Regions from separate parts of the Mus musculus genome. Here region 1 is linked to region 2. Evidence: chromatin contacts called from public Micro-C data. All regions are on one chromosome and are shown on one strand. Each heading gives the region's core, a stretch centred on a gene start, on an enhancer-like site or on the middle of the called end of the contact. The rest is flanking DNA. Distances are from core to core; before and after follow the strand shown. Region 1 has its middle 37 kb from the start of Gm27188. Region 2 has its middle 50 kb from the start of Cgnl1.

The links. A called contact is a pair of places that touch in the nucleus more often than the background predicts.
Region 1: a contact with region 2 is called in a Micro-C map of muscle stem cells, with 4 times the contacts expected there. The contact joins two enhancer-like sites. A contact is called at or near these places in 3 of 39 promoter capture datasets (the C10 cell line, embryonic stem cells and hippocampal neurons), 3 of 15 datasets of contacts at CTCF or cohesin (embryonic stem cells, large pre-B cells and stem cell-derived epiblast-like cells), 21 of 484 Hi-C or Micro-C datasets (B cells, the C10 cell line, the CH12 cell line and 11 more) and 2 of 115 datasets of contacts at active chromatin or transcription factors (both in embryonic stem cells).

What each region holds. Positions count from the first base shown.
Region 1 is chr9:72,212,743-72,219,407 of GRCm38.p6, reverse strand. It overlaps a transcript of Gm27188 not described here. Among named protein-coding and RNA genes, the nearest start is that of Gm27188, 37 kb to the left of the region's middle. Within about 2 kb of position 1,632, at least 17 of the 459 cell types and tissues checked have an H3K27ac peak or open chromatin away from gene starts, as enhancers often do. A contact at or near this core is called in muscle stem cells, where this site is marked.
Region 2 is chr9:71,817,869-71,824,632 of GRCm38.p6, reverse strand. No RefSeq gene overlaps it. Among named protein-coding and RNA genes, the nearest start is that of Cgnl1, 50 kb to the right of the region's middle. Within about 2 kb of position 4,317, at least 1 of the 459 cell types and tissues checked has an H3K27ac peak or open chromatin away from gene starts, as enhancers often do. A contact at or near this core is called in muscle stem cells, where this site is marked.

The DNA of each region.
Region 1 (6,665 bases), core at 383-2,882, 400 kb before region 2:
AGACAACTGGCACACCTTTTAAATTTTCTACCAAACTTTAGCTATCCTCTCCTCGGCTCTTAGAGGCTGGACAAGGCATACCTTGATTGTCCGGGCTCCCGAGCTTACTGGTACTTTCACAACTAGGAGTACACAGGTCACCCTGCAGGGTATTTCTAGGCTATTGCATGGCAGATTGCAGGAGTATCTTGACCCCATATTTTTAAACACACAATTTTTCATGAGGTAGAGATTATGGCCTCTTAATGAAATTTACTTGCAATCTCCTGATACCTTATTAAGCTTCCACCAATGACAAGGTCCCATTAGACCTGCCTAAGCTAAAGCCTATTTGATATTAGAACACAAGGAAAGGTCTCTGCCTAAGTAGATTACGGACACACAAATCAAGCAAGGCAGATTTCTAAACAAGGGAACCCAAAGCACAGAATTTGCATGCATTATTCATTCCTGCTCCGTGCAAACATGCAGATATTGCTTCGTGAACTTTGGCCCACCGTGCTTAAGAACAATGGTTAGAACATTAGTACAGGATCCCTCTTTCCATGGCTGCTGCCAGAGGGCTTGGAGGCTCCGAGGGGATTTGCACAGTGATTCCCTCCTAACACCCTCGGGAACCCAGTCTGAAATGTCACCCCTCCTAACACCCTCGGGAACCCAGTCTGAAATGTCACTTGGAGCTTTGTGAGCAGACTGGTTCTTTACTTCTGTGCGGCAAGTGTCTGCTCCCCGAATTCCTTCCCGCTTCCCTGCCGCCCCTTCTCCCACCGGCCTCTGGCTAAACGAATAACTTCTTCAGGTCATATTTCCGTGGTAAACATACATTTTTAATTTTCATCGAAGCTTAAACACTGTGAAGAAGCAATTCTGTGTGCTGTGCTCTGCTGGGCACTGTTAATGCCTCTGTGGTACTCGGCCATAGACACCTAGTTCTGTGATAAATTAAGTCTGTGTATATTCCAGGATGTGGTCTGTCCTTTGAGTCACATCATTCTCTCCCCCTGAGTTAGTTCCCTCATTGATCGTGTCCATGTCTGCATTCTATACACACACACACACACACACACACACACACACACACACACACACACGAGAGAGAGAGAGAGAGAGAGAGAGAGAGAGAGAGAGAGAGAGAGAGAGAGAGAAAGAGAGAGAGAGAGAGATCTACTATTGTCCTTAAAATTGTTCTCTGTGATTGCAAGAAGAGTGGGTAGGTGGGTAGTGTTCCATCAGGCAAAGCCTCATCAGAGTTCTAACTACTAGAAAAACCTGTGTCCTCTTCAGGCTGGAGCTCAGGGAAAGGTCCAACTAGAGACAGAGCCATTGCCTTACACACAGCACTGTAAGCCGTGGGTGGAAGGAGGTAAAAAGGAATGAGCTCAGATAAAGAAAAGCAGAAAACAGCTCTGGGGGCTTTCAGAGATTTCAAGAAGAAGGGGTTAGCAAGGATTCCCACTCTGTGAAATTGAAGAGTTACCAAAGGCATCTAGCCTCCCTGAAGCCAAGGAAAGAGAGTATGTTAGGGGTGAGAGACGAGGTTGGCTTGTAAAGGGTTTCTCTAGTATGTCCTGGGCTCCGTCTCCAGCACCCCGTAAAACCCGGCAGAGCAGAACACGCCTGTAATCCTAGCACTAGGGAGGTGGTGGCAGGAGAATCAGAAGTTGCAGGTTATCCTTGGCTACATACTGAGTCTGAGGCCAGCCTGGAGTACACAAGACCTGGTTTCAAAAACAAAACTAAAAAGAAAAAAAAAAGGGGGGGTGGGTGGGGGTGGGGGAGTACTTTAGCTTCTCTGTGCAACTCCTGCTGAGGACGTTGTGGGCGGCCCAGGGCTGCTAAGGAATTTGGCAAAACAGGAGAGGCACTCAGAAAGGCAGTGTTGGCGGAGGAGAAGGATCCAGTGGATAGCCTGGCACCTGTGGACACATGTCACTCAAGTCTCCTGCCACAAGGGGCGGACTTGACTGACAACCCCAGCTGAAGGGCCTGCAGATCCACCACTGGATTTGTGGTTAAGACCCAGTTTATCCAGCCAGTGACTGAACCTGGTTGGAGCGGGGGATTGGGGTGGGGGTGGGGTGGGGTGTGTGTGCAGACTCCTTGAACCGACAACTTTGGCTTAAAGATTCACCTTGAACCCCACAAACCTTCTGAGTCCTGAGATGGTTTGGGATACTTGCTCCTCTGTCCTTCCTTCTGCTTCTCCGTTCATGGCATCTTTATAGAGGTGTTCTCTTCCACTGTTCTGTGTGCTTTCTCTTTTACAGGCATGCCTTCCCCACCCCTAATAGATATCTTACCCATCTGACTCTTTCCTGAGATGACTATTTGTTTGTGTTTGTTTTTGTTTTTGTTTTTGTTTTGAAACAGAGTTTCTCTGTGTAATAGTCCTAGCTGTCCTGGAACTTGCTTTGTAGACCAGGCTGGCCTCCAAATCACATAGATCGACCTGCCTCTGCCTCCCGAGTACTGGGATTAAAAGCGTGCACATCATACCTGGCTCCTGATGACTGTATAAGAGTATCCTAACAGCAACAACAACAAATTCAAACAAAAGTCGGGGATTTCAACATCTTCTGATCTTCCCCCACATTTCCATTAGCACTTCAAAGTAAAAACAGGGCTTCCCAGAATAAACATGCTTCGGCACATATGGCTCCATTTGCCTCCACACCTTTCTATGAATCGGCAGTGTTACTGTCTGTGTAACAGACAGAGAACTGACATTGAGAGTGGTAGTGGATCGTCAGGGTCTCTGAGGGAAGACTGAGACACAAGGAGCCCGTGTTCCTTAGAGATGGGGTCACAGTTAGAAATGTGTAGTTCGGTTTGTTTCTGTGCACACTGTGTGGAGTGCACTTACACAAGCCTAAATGCTACGGGCCGCCTTACACTTCGCTGTATTACAGTCTTCCAGGACCCCATCACGCCAGAAAGCCATCCTTGGCTGGAATGCTGTGGCGTAGCTCATCTCTTGTATTTGATTCTGACTCCAAATTCTTTTTGTCACAGTACCCTGCAGCCCTGAAAACTGTAAGCCGAAACCCTCCTTCTTCTCTTAGTATGCTTCTTTTTCTGGTGGTGGTAGGGTGGTTTGAGATAGGGTTTGTTTGTGTAGTCTTGGATGTCCCAGAATTAGCTCTGTAGACCAGGCTGGCCTCAAACTCACAGAGATCCACCTGCCCCTACCTCCCAAGTCCTGGGACCGAATGCGTGCACCACCACTGCTCTGCCCCTTATTCTGCTTCTTTTCAGGTATTTGTTTGCAACAAGAGAAAGGGAATGTGCACCATTGTTCCTATGGCGGCATAGATGGGTCCTCCACCCTTCAGGACATGCTCCCTACCTGTGATGACAAATCTTATATACCACTGTTCACACTCCACAGTTGTATAGGACTGTCCCTAGCCACACAGCCACTATCTTCAGGAGTTTGGCTGGGTCTGTGCACAAAAGGTTATCTAGGTGGTCTTGTTGACTTAGAAGAAAAGGCAAGCAGGGTCATAGGACTTTCACTGTAGCGATCAGCCAACCCTTCTAACCAGTTGTGTGCAATTCTGCATGTGGCCTCAGTGTATAGATAGTATGGGCTGAGTGTATAGGTGGGGAAAGACTAGAGCCTTCTACACAGCTGTGGGGGAGTCATTATCCACACTGGGTGCAGGCCTTCCAGTGTGGCTGCTTTAAGTCACCACACTCCTGCCTGTCACTCCTCACCCAATCCTCTGTCAGTAAACCCTAATAAAATCACTGCCCCCCCCCAGAGTGAACTTGGGGGAGTCATACTGCTGTTTCTATTGGGACCTTAGTAGGAGCAGGTGGATGAAAGAATTTTTAGCAGAATCCCCCAACAGATCCCTTGTTTTTAGTGGCTGCTTTCTAATTCTAGAATAAAATCTAACCTTGTTGAGGCTCAGAACATGCTACCCCAGAATATGACATACTGGCAGGTTGAAGCATTGTGATGTCAGATGCAGTGTTCTTATGGGACAGTGAGTCAGGGTGATGGTGCAATGATCACTGTGATCTCACAGTGTACCATGTTGATGTCACAAAGGAGTGTTGTGATGTCAAGATGCATCACTGTGATGTCACCATAAAGCAGTGTGATGGCACAATGGGTTATTGTGAGTTCACAGTGTGCCATAGTGATGAAAAAAGGAAGTACTGGGAAAGCACAGTATAGCAGTGTAATGTGGCAATGGACCTCTGTGATGTCACAGTGCAGAGTTGCGATGTCACCACTGACCGTTATGATTTCACAGTATAACATGATAATATCAGAGCATATGCAAGACAGGAGAACTGATTTCACTTAGAAAATTATGATGAGGATGTAGCATTTCGAGAGGACAATGGGAGATTGTAATGGCACAATAGAGCCTTGCAATGATATTATTCAGCATTATGACATCATAATAAAGCATGGTTGAAGAGTACACAGTTGTGATTATGCAGTTCAGCATTGTGATGACATTATGAAACTTTTTAAATATCACAATGCAGCATTGTGATGGAACAAAGGGAACTGTGTGTGTGTGTATGTGTGTACCTGTGTGTGTTATCACAGTACAGCATTGTGATGGCTCAAGGGGAATTGTGTTTGTGTGTGTGTATGTGTGTGCACCTGTGCATGTGTATGTGCATGTGCCTCTGTGTGTGTGTGTGTGTGTTGTGTGTGTGTGTCTGTGCAGGCACATATGCTGCCATGTATATGTGGAAGTCACAGGATAACCTGGTTCTCTGCTTTTACAGCTGGGTCCTAGGCATTAAACTCTGGGCATCAGGTTTGGTGGCGAGTGTCTTAATTCATTGAGCCATCTCGCTGGACCCAGGAAAAAAATTTAAGCTATATTGTTGAAAGCAACTGATATTTAAATATGTTAATGCTGTAGAAAGTCTTGATCTGGGCTCTAGAACACTGCTAATAAGAGTCTACAAGACTGGGGCTAGAGAGATGGCTCAGTGGTTAAGAGCACTGACTGCTCTTCTGAAGGTCCTGAGTTCAAATCCTAGCAACCACATGGTGGCTCACAACCATCTGTAATAAGATCTGTCACCCTCTTCTGGTGTCTGAAGACAGCTACAGTGTACTTACATACAATAATAAATAAATCTAAAAAAAAAAAAAAAAAAGAGTCTACAAGACTGGTTGTGGCAATGGCCTGGGTGAAACATCTGGAAGTTAGAACAAAATGAAGTGTTTTATTACCAGATAGTGAAGAATCACAGACATTTCTAGACAGATGAGTGTCATAAGTAGATCTATGTTTAAGGTAGATAATTTGACTTCAGTGAGTTGGTAGAATTAAAGTAGGATGTGTAGAAATGAAATAATGCCATATCCAGATGCCTGTTAAATTATGATATTCTCCTATTTTTAAGCAAATAGTCACTTGATAGAACTGAGAAACCAGGAAAGCAAGCACTTGAAGAAGGAAGACATTCTCTACCCGAACCACTGAGTCTGCATTATCAAGACAGACTCAAGATTTATATCCTGAATTTTATTTCTGGAATTCTCCCTTGTAGACTTGCTTTGGCAAATGCTGTAAATCTCGAAACCTGATGCCTAACACATGAGTCTACTCAGTAAATTACTTTCTCTCCCTTTGACAATTCAGATCTGTTAAGTATTTATAAATATCATCAAAATTAGTAGACACTCACATGTAGTTGTTTTTTGCTATTTTGTGGGTTCTTCTTTCTTCCACCTCTTTCCACCCTTTTTCCACTCTTGCAACCCCCTAACACTAGATAGGAGAGAAAAACAAGATAGAAAGGAAAAGAGGGCAATGTTATCCTTAGACTACTTCCTGTTGATTAGGAAAATTCCTTGGGGTAACTTTGATCTTCAATGTCAGCATATCTAATATATTATTTTTATTTCTTCTTTGCATAGGACTATTTAACAAACTGCAACCAACAGCAAACAACCAAGAACCAAGAGCCCACCCTACCTCACCTCTAGGTTATTTAGCATTTGTATAGCCTCTGAAAAGTCCCCAGAATTCCAAATGTCACACAATTGCAGAAAAGAAACTATCTTCAGCTGACAAAAATCATGCCCCTGTTAGAGCACTAGACAAATCATAGTCAACTGCTGTGGCCCATTTGAAACATCCCCCATATCCCACATCTGGGATTAAAATGAAAACATATTCCCATAATATTTCTATGTTTTTTCAAAGAAACCAAAATTCTCACTACACTCACATATTCTGTATCTTTGGTGCTTCTATGACACAGAAGGAAGTATTGTATCATATTTGCATTTTGGATAATAAATTTACTGTCAGGAAAATAACAAGAATTTTTAGCTTCCATGACAATCTGAGTTTATTCAGCAATTTTTGAATGGTGTTTGTGCAAAAAGATACAAGATAAGCACAATTAAGTCTTGGTTTCTAGGCACCAATCAATACCTGGGCTCTCTCATTTTTAGTGTAGAGGCTTACAGCTATACACATCCCTCTTAAAACCAACTTCTTAGCTGGAAGTGATGGTGGTGGTAGTGGTGGTGGCTTATTCCTTTAATCCCAGCTCTCAGGAGGCAGAAACATGGTCTACAGAGCAAGTTCCAGGACAGCCAAGGCTACACAGAACTGTCTCAAAACACCAAAACTAAACAAAAATCCTAACATCCTGAGCTATGGCTCTGTCAC
Region 2 (6,764 bases), core at 3,068-5,567:
CACAGGCTTCTTTCACCTAGTCATAGACATTTCTGTTTCTACCTCTCTGCTCATGACTGGCAGCTCGTTTGTCTTAAATGTGGCCTAGTATTTCATTACTTGACTATGCTCAGTTTAGAAATTCGCCTAGTGGGGATACCTTGGTTGCTTCTGAGATGTGACAATTATGAACAAATCTCCTATATAGTCACATTTCTCCTTGGACATCAATTTCTATCTCCTTGGCCAACCGACCATGGAGCATGCTTACTGGGCTGTGTGGTGAGACGATATTTAGTTTTGTAAGTGTAAAACGCCAACCCCCTGGATAGAACAATCATTGCCATCTTCATCAGAACAGCTGTGACTACCTACAAGTACCCTTCAGGTTGGGCCTGAGATGTCCCCCCTTCCCCTCCGAAGGAGGGGCTAGGAGTCAACACACCCTCACCTGAGACTCCAGCCACTCCCTTCTGTGCTGTCCTGCCCACTGTGTGAGATTCTGCACAGCTCATTTGGACTCTTGAGATGCTGAAGTATACAGGGAAATATTTATATAGTGGAGGGTTAAACTGAAGGACAATTCCTCTTCATAGCTCTGGGGATGTCATCCATGCTTGGATGAGACTTCTCAGGGACATAGTTCTTACACTTTTGTATGTAACCCCTTACACTCACTCGCTCACACTAAGCCCAATGGCCCCATCGCTCACCATGCTGGATGTGAGTGGGAGTCGTACTCAGATCGGTCATCAGTGCTCTATCTGGGGTTTGTCTGTATACATCAGGAAAGTCCTTGCAACCAGGAGGAACTGTTAAATGCTTTTGTGGAAGTGCTGCCCCACTTTTGTCACTGCCTGTGCTGAGTGTGTTCCTCCTGCTCTGCAGCCCTGACAGCGGGTCGTATTGCGGTTCTGGATTTAGGGCTTCCTACTAGGTGTCCTGCTTTTCTTCCCTTGATGGCTGTCTTAGCCAATGTGCCATTTCTAATGAAGAGACTCTATGACCATGGCAACTCTTACAAAGAAAAACATTTCGTTGAGGCTGGCTTACAGGTTCAAAGGTTTAGTCCATTATTACCATGGCAGGAAGCATGGTGGCATGCAGGCAGACATGGCGCTGGAGAAGGAGCTAAGAGTTTTACGTCTGTATCTGCAGTTAGCAGGAAGAGAGAGACACTGGGCCTGGCTTGAGCATTTGAAACCCAGAGCCCACCCCCAGTGACACGCTTCTAACTAGGCCATGCCTCCTAATCCCCATCAAGCAGCAGCACTCCGTATGGCCAAGCATTCAAGTATATGAGACTATGGGGCCATTCCTATTCAAACCACCACAACATCGTATTGAAAGGATAAACACATTTGTCTCCATTTAAGGATCAGGCCTGATTTCGAAAAGAAGGCCACAAAGCACTAGCTTTAGGAACAGACCATAAGTCCCAGGAATTGGACCATAAGGCACCAGCTCCAGGGACAGACCATAAAATCCAGAAACAAGGTCATAAAACCCCCTCCCAAAAAACATCCTGGGGATAATCACAAAAGTGGGGAAATATCTTATCTCAGAATGGGCCATCTGTGATGGACAGCCCTATCTCATCCTATGGTTAAACATTCATGTCATAGGAATGTAGACCATTGGCCACCTGTGACTCCCTAGTGCCCACCAATGAAATTTTAGATTACCTAATCCCTCTAGAGAATTCTCCCCATTCCCTAGAAGAAGGCCTGAACACTTTTGTCTGGGGTCACTATTTAAAAAAACTGGTTGACCCCTGCATGCTGGTTGTTTCTGCAGAATAAGCACTCTTTGTGTTGCATACTATCTGAGTCTGGGGTCTTTCTTCAGCGATTTCAGACCCTTATAGTATAACCTACTCTGTACCAGGCAGAGGCCTCCCCACTGAGGTTCAGGAATGGGGGGAGGAACTTCAAAAAAAGCTTTAAATAACTTTCAACATAGTTGGTGACACAGGCCAGTACCCAAGGCAGTCTGTGCCAGGGCTGGTGAGCTCTGCTTAGCCAGAGAGGAAAGACCCACTCTTCAAATTATGGGTGGCTTATGTGAACCACTGACCTCAAAACCTAAGCCTCAGGTCAACAGCTGCCCAGTGGAAGTGGATGAGAAGTGGACAGCAGATGGGGTGTTTCTGGTTTTCTTGAAGACCCTCAAAGTTCCTTGGACTTTTCATGGTATGTAAAGAAGAGGTTTGGGCAGGGTATTGCCTTCTGTCACCTGCCTTGCATATAAAAGTTGCATGGAACCACAGGGATGGTTGAGAGGAAAGAGCACTTGTCTCTTAGAGGCCCCTCCCCACTGTGGTCAAAGGGCCAGTCTGCTCCTGAGGAGTCAGAATCTCTGAGACAATCAAAGAACAAATATGGGGATGGGTGGAGTGGGAGGGAGGTGGAATTTCCTGGCCGTGGTGTGTGTGTGTGTGTGTGTGTGTGTGTGTGTGTGTGTGTCACGAGCACATGTGTGTGTGTGAGGGCGGGGAGCTTCTGGAAGGAGCAAATATGTGGGTGATGGTGGGCTCCCAGGAAACCAGAGCTGACCTGCTCCATATAAACATGGCAGCCAGCTGCTTCAAAGTCTGTTTTCTGGTGGGGAATTATGAGCTAACTGAATTATGAAAACCTTCCCACAAGATATTCTTCCTGCAGGAAAGAAAGAAAGATTGGCCTTGGTAGTTGAATTAGTTTCTAAGACCTATTTGGAGAAGGGTGCCAATTTGTGACTTTGGATAAGTAACTCATATCTCCAGATCCTGGTAGAGGTAGGAAGAGATGAGGCTCACTGGTCTCTGGAGGTGATTCAGGCCTGGGTAAAGAATGGGCCACAGCCTGGGCAAGATCTCTAAAGGAGGAGGGGACAGTGAAGAGAGGAAGGGTTGGAAGAGAAGCAAGATTGGATGAGGGAGGACCAAACCAAGAGAAGAGTCGAGCTTGTTTTTTGCCAGTGTAATTTGAGGCTGCCCCTCACCAGGTCAGACCGAATTCTCCTTCCATCACCATCACAGCTGTGGTACAGCCGTTTCTGTGCATCTGTACCACACTTACTTTAAAACTCCAAGGTTGGGCTGGAGAGGTGGCTCAGCAGTTAAGAGCACTGATTGCTCTTCCAGAGGTCCTGAGTTCAATTCCCAGCAACCACATGGTGGCTCATGACCATCTGTAATGGAATCTGAGGCCCTCTTCTGGGATTTCTGAAGAGAGCAGCAGGGTACTCACATACATAAAATAAATAATTCTTTTAAAAAACCTCCAAGGTTGACCCCTTCAAGTGTTTGTGTATGTGTTGCGTGTATTTTATGTGTGCTGGGGTGGTGGTACATGTGCATGTGTGTATGTGCTTGCCCGTGGAGGCCAGGAGTCAACCTCTGGGGTTACAACTTAGGAGCTTCCACCTTGGTTTTTGAGATAAGACTCTTTCATCGGCCTGGAGCTTGCCTGTTAGGTTAGGCGGGTGAGCCAGTGAGACCCAGGAGTCCACCTGTCTCCACGTCCCCAGGACTGAGATTCCAAGTGTTTTTTACATGGGTGCTGGGTGTGGAACTCAGGTCTCCATGCTCACACTACAGGTCCTTCCCCTGCACTGTTTCCTCAATCCTATGTTGAAAGTAAATCATCCTCAATATAAATGTAAGCAGTGAACTAACCCTGCAGCTGTATGTCTTTACCTTATGTTAGTCCCCAGTAACTCCTCAGAGAAATCAAGATTTGTTTAAAACTGCACCTCAGTAGCTGAACAATCAAATGATTTCTTTACTGTCTGTGCTCATCTGGCTACCTCCCAGACCATCCCATGATACTTGCATATTATTACTGATCTGGCTCTTTGAACTCATTCTTCATGGCTCCAAGTCCTCCATCCTCACGGTGCATCTGGCCTCCTGACCCTCCTGATGTCCTCCCTCTCGCTAGTGGACATCCCACCCTATTCTCTATTCTGCCCAGCCACTGGGTGATCACATTTATTGACAAGGCAGAGAATGAATGGTAAGAACTGCTTACACAAACTTGAGACAGGAGATTTTGGCGTACGCATTACAATGCCATTTCTGGATTGAAACAAGATACGAGGGCAGAGAAGTCAGCATTTGAATAACACAAGGGCAAACTTTACACAATGTACACAACATTGTATCTACACTATGCATGCATTTGAAATTTTGAGTTTTGTGCGAGAATCTGCCCTTAGATTCTGTGTATAATGGCTTTCTTTGGAACATTCTTTTCCTTTTGTCTGGTAAGGTTTGGGTCTTGAAGGCCACACGTTAAAAGCTTAGTCTCCAGCTGTCCTACTCTGCTTCCTGTTACTGTGGTAAAGACCATGACTGAAAGTAACTAAGCGGGACAAAGTCTATTTGGCTTACACATCCTGACCATGTCCACCACAATATGTCTTGCTCAGTTTGTTTGTTTGTTTCCTTCTATTTATAGAATTCAGAACCACATGGCCAGGGGTAGCACTGCCTTATAAAGGGATACTTTTAATTGGGGTTTGCTTACAGTTTCAGAGGTTTGGTCCATTACCATCATGGTGGGGAGCATGGCAGCATGCAGGCAGACACTGGGACTGGAAGAGGAGCTGAGAGTTCTACATCCAGATCCACAGTGAGCTGGAAAGACCTCTGGAGGCTCTGAGGCTGGCTTGAGCTTTTGAAACCCCAAAGACCACCCATAGTGATACAGTTTCTCCAACAGGGCCCCTCTGAATCCCTCCCAAGCAGTGCCACTTCCTGATGACCAAGCATTCAAATATATGAGACTATGGGGGGCGGAGGGGGGGGGAATTCTCATTCAAACCATCGCAGCTTGTGTCAAGTTGACAAAGTACTCAGTGTATCCGTGGTGGTGCTACTGAGAGGTTGGAGAACCTTTAGGAGGTGACTGCTATAGAGAGGAGTTATATAGAGAGGAGTTAGGTCACTGGAGGAATGCCCTTTAAGGGGATGAAGGGATTCAACCTCCCTCTCTCCTATCTCCTGATTGCCATGAGGTAAGCACCTTAGCTTTACCAGGTACTCGTGACATAAAGCACTTCATCTCCACAGGAGCAAGCAGCCATGGACCAAACCTCTAAAACCATAAGCCAAAATGTATCCTCTTGGGCTGGTGAGATGGCTCAGTGGGTAAGAGCACCCGACTGCTCTTCCGAAGGTTCGGAGTTCAAATCCCAGCAACCACATGGTGGCTCACAACCATCCATAACAAGATCTGACGCCCTCTTCTGGATTGTCTGAAGACAGCTACAGTGTACTTACATATAATAAATAAATGAATCTTAAAAAAAAAAAATGTATCCTCTTCCGTAAGGAGATTCAGTGTGGGCGCTTGTCCTAGCAGCTCAAGGTAGCAGCCATGGAAAGCTCCTTTTGGTTCAAGAGTGTCTGTCACCCTTCCCGTGACTGTGTTATAAAAACTGGGTCCTGATCCTACCACCTGCTCTCTCTGCCATTTGGTTTGCTTGTGGAATGATAGTGGCGTTGTGGAAATTCCTCCCAGTGAATTGATACCGATTTTTAGGGCAGAAGATGAGGGTCTCATGTAGCCCAGTTTTTTTTGCTTCAAACTTGCTACGTAGCCAGCAATGATCTTGACCGCCTGATCCTCTTGGTTCTGCCTCTGGAATGCTGGGGTTATAGACATGTACTACAGTAGGTTTATATGGCGCTAGGACCCCAACACAGGGCTTCATTCATTCTGGGTAAGCATTCTCCTCACTGAGCAACATCTCTAGCCTCTGAACTTGTTTTTAAAAGATTGACTGATTTATTTTATTTTTTGTGAACGATTCTTCCGCCTTCATGCATATATGTGAACCACGTGCATGCTTCGTGCTTTTGGAGGATGCTGGATACCCTGAAACTGGAGTTAAGGACAGTTGTGAGCCACCATGTGGGTGCTGGGAACTAAACCTGGGTGGATCCTCTGTAAAAGCAGTCAGTGCTCTTAACTGCTGAGCCATCTTTCCAGCCCCGAAATTTTATTTTTAAATGTTGCATAACACCCACGGTGTAGATCTCACAGAGAGTTCCCATGCAGCTGAGACACTATTTCCCAATGGCAAGAGAGAAATCGAATTCCTACAACTGTTTAGAACCTTAGTGGATTATTTTTTACCTTGACCAGGAGCTAAACTCATGCCTGGTTCAAAAGCTCAGATCAGCAAACTTGAGTGCGTGTATCAAAAAAGAAGCAGACTGGCCGTGCCCTGAACGGTTTGCTCTTTTACCAGGCTGCTGAGATGCACATTCCTGCAGGAGATGCATGTTCCTGCAGGAGATGCACGTTCCTGCAGGAGATGCATGTTCCTGCAGGAGATGAACGTTCCTGCAGGAGATGCATGTTCCTGCTAAAACCTGGGTCTGATGGGCTCAGCATCTGGGCTCAGCACATGGGGAGGGGCAGCTCGGATGGAGAAAACCTGTGGGGAAAGGGTGGAGAGGTTTATCCCATGACTGTATGGCTAGCCATGAGAGGAACAGGAGAATTGGATAAACCACCTTCTCCATCACCGGCGGTCACCCCCCCCCATCCAACACTCCCCCCCATCCCACACCCACTCCCCCATCCCACACCCCCACCATCCAACACTCACCCCCATCCCACACCCACCCCAAGAATCTCAGCCACCCCGGGGTTATTTTTGTCTTTTGTTTCTCCTTAGGGAAGTTGAGCCACTGGCCTCTCGGGTTTTCTAACTGCAGAAGAGATGAAAGTCTGCGATTTCAATCAAAAGCTTAAGAAAACAATAATCCCTGGTTGTCCTAATTCTTTAGT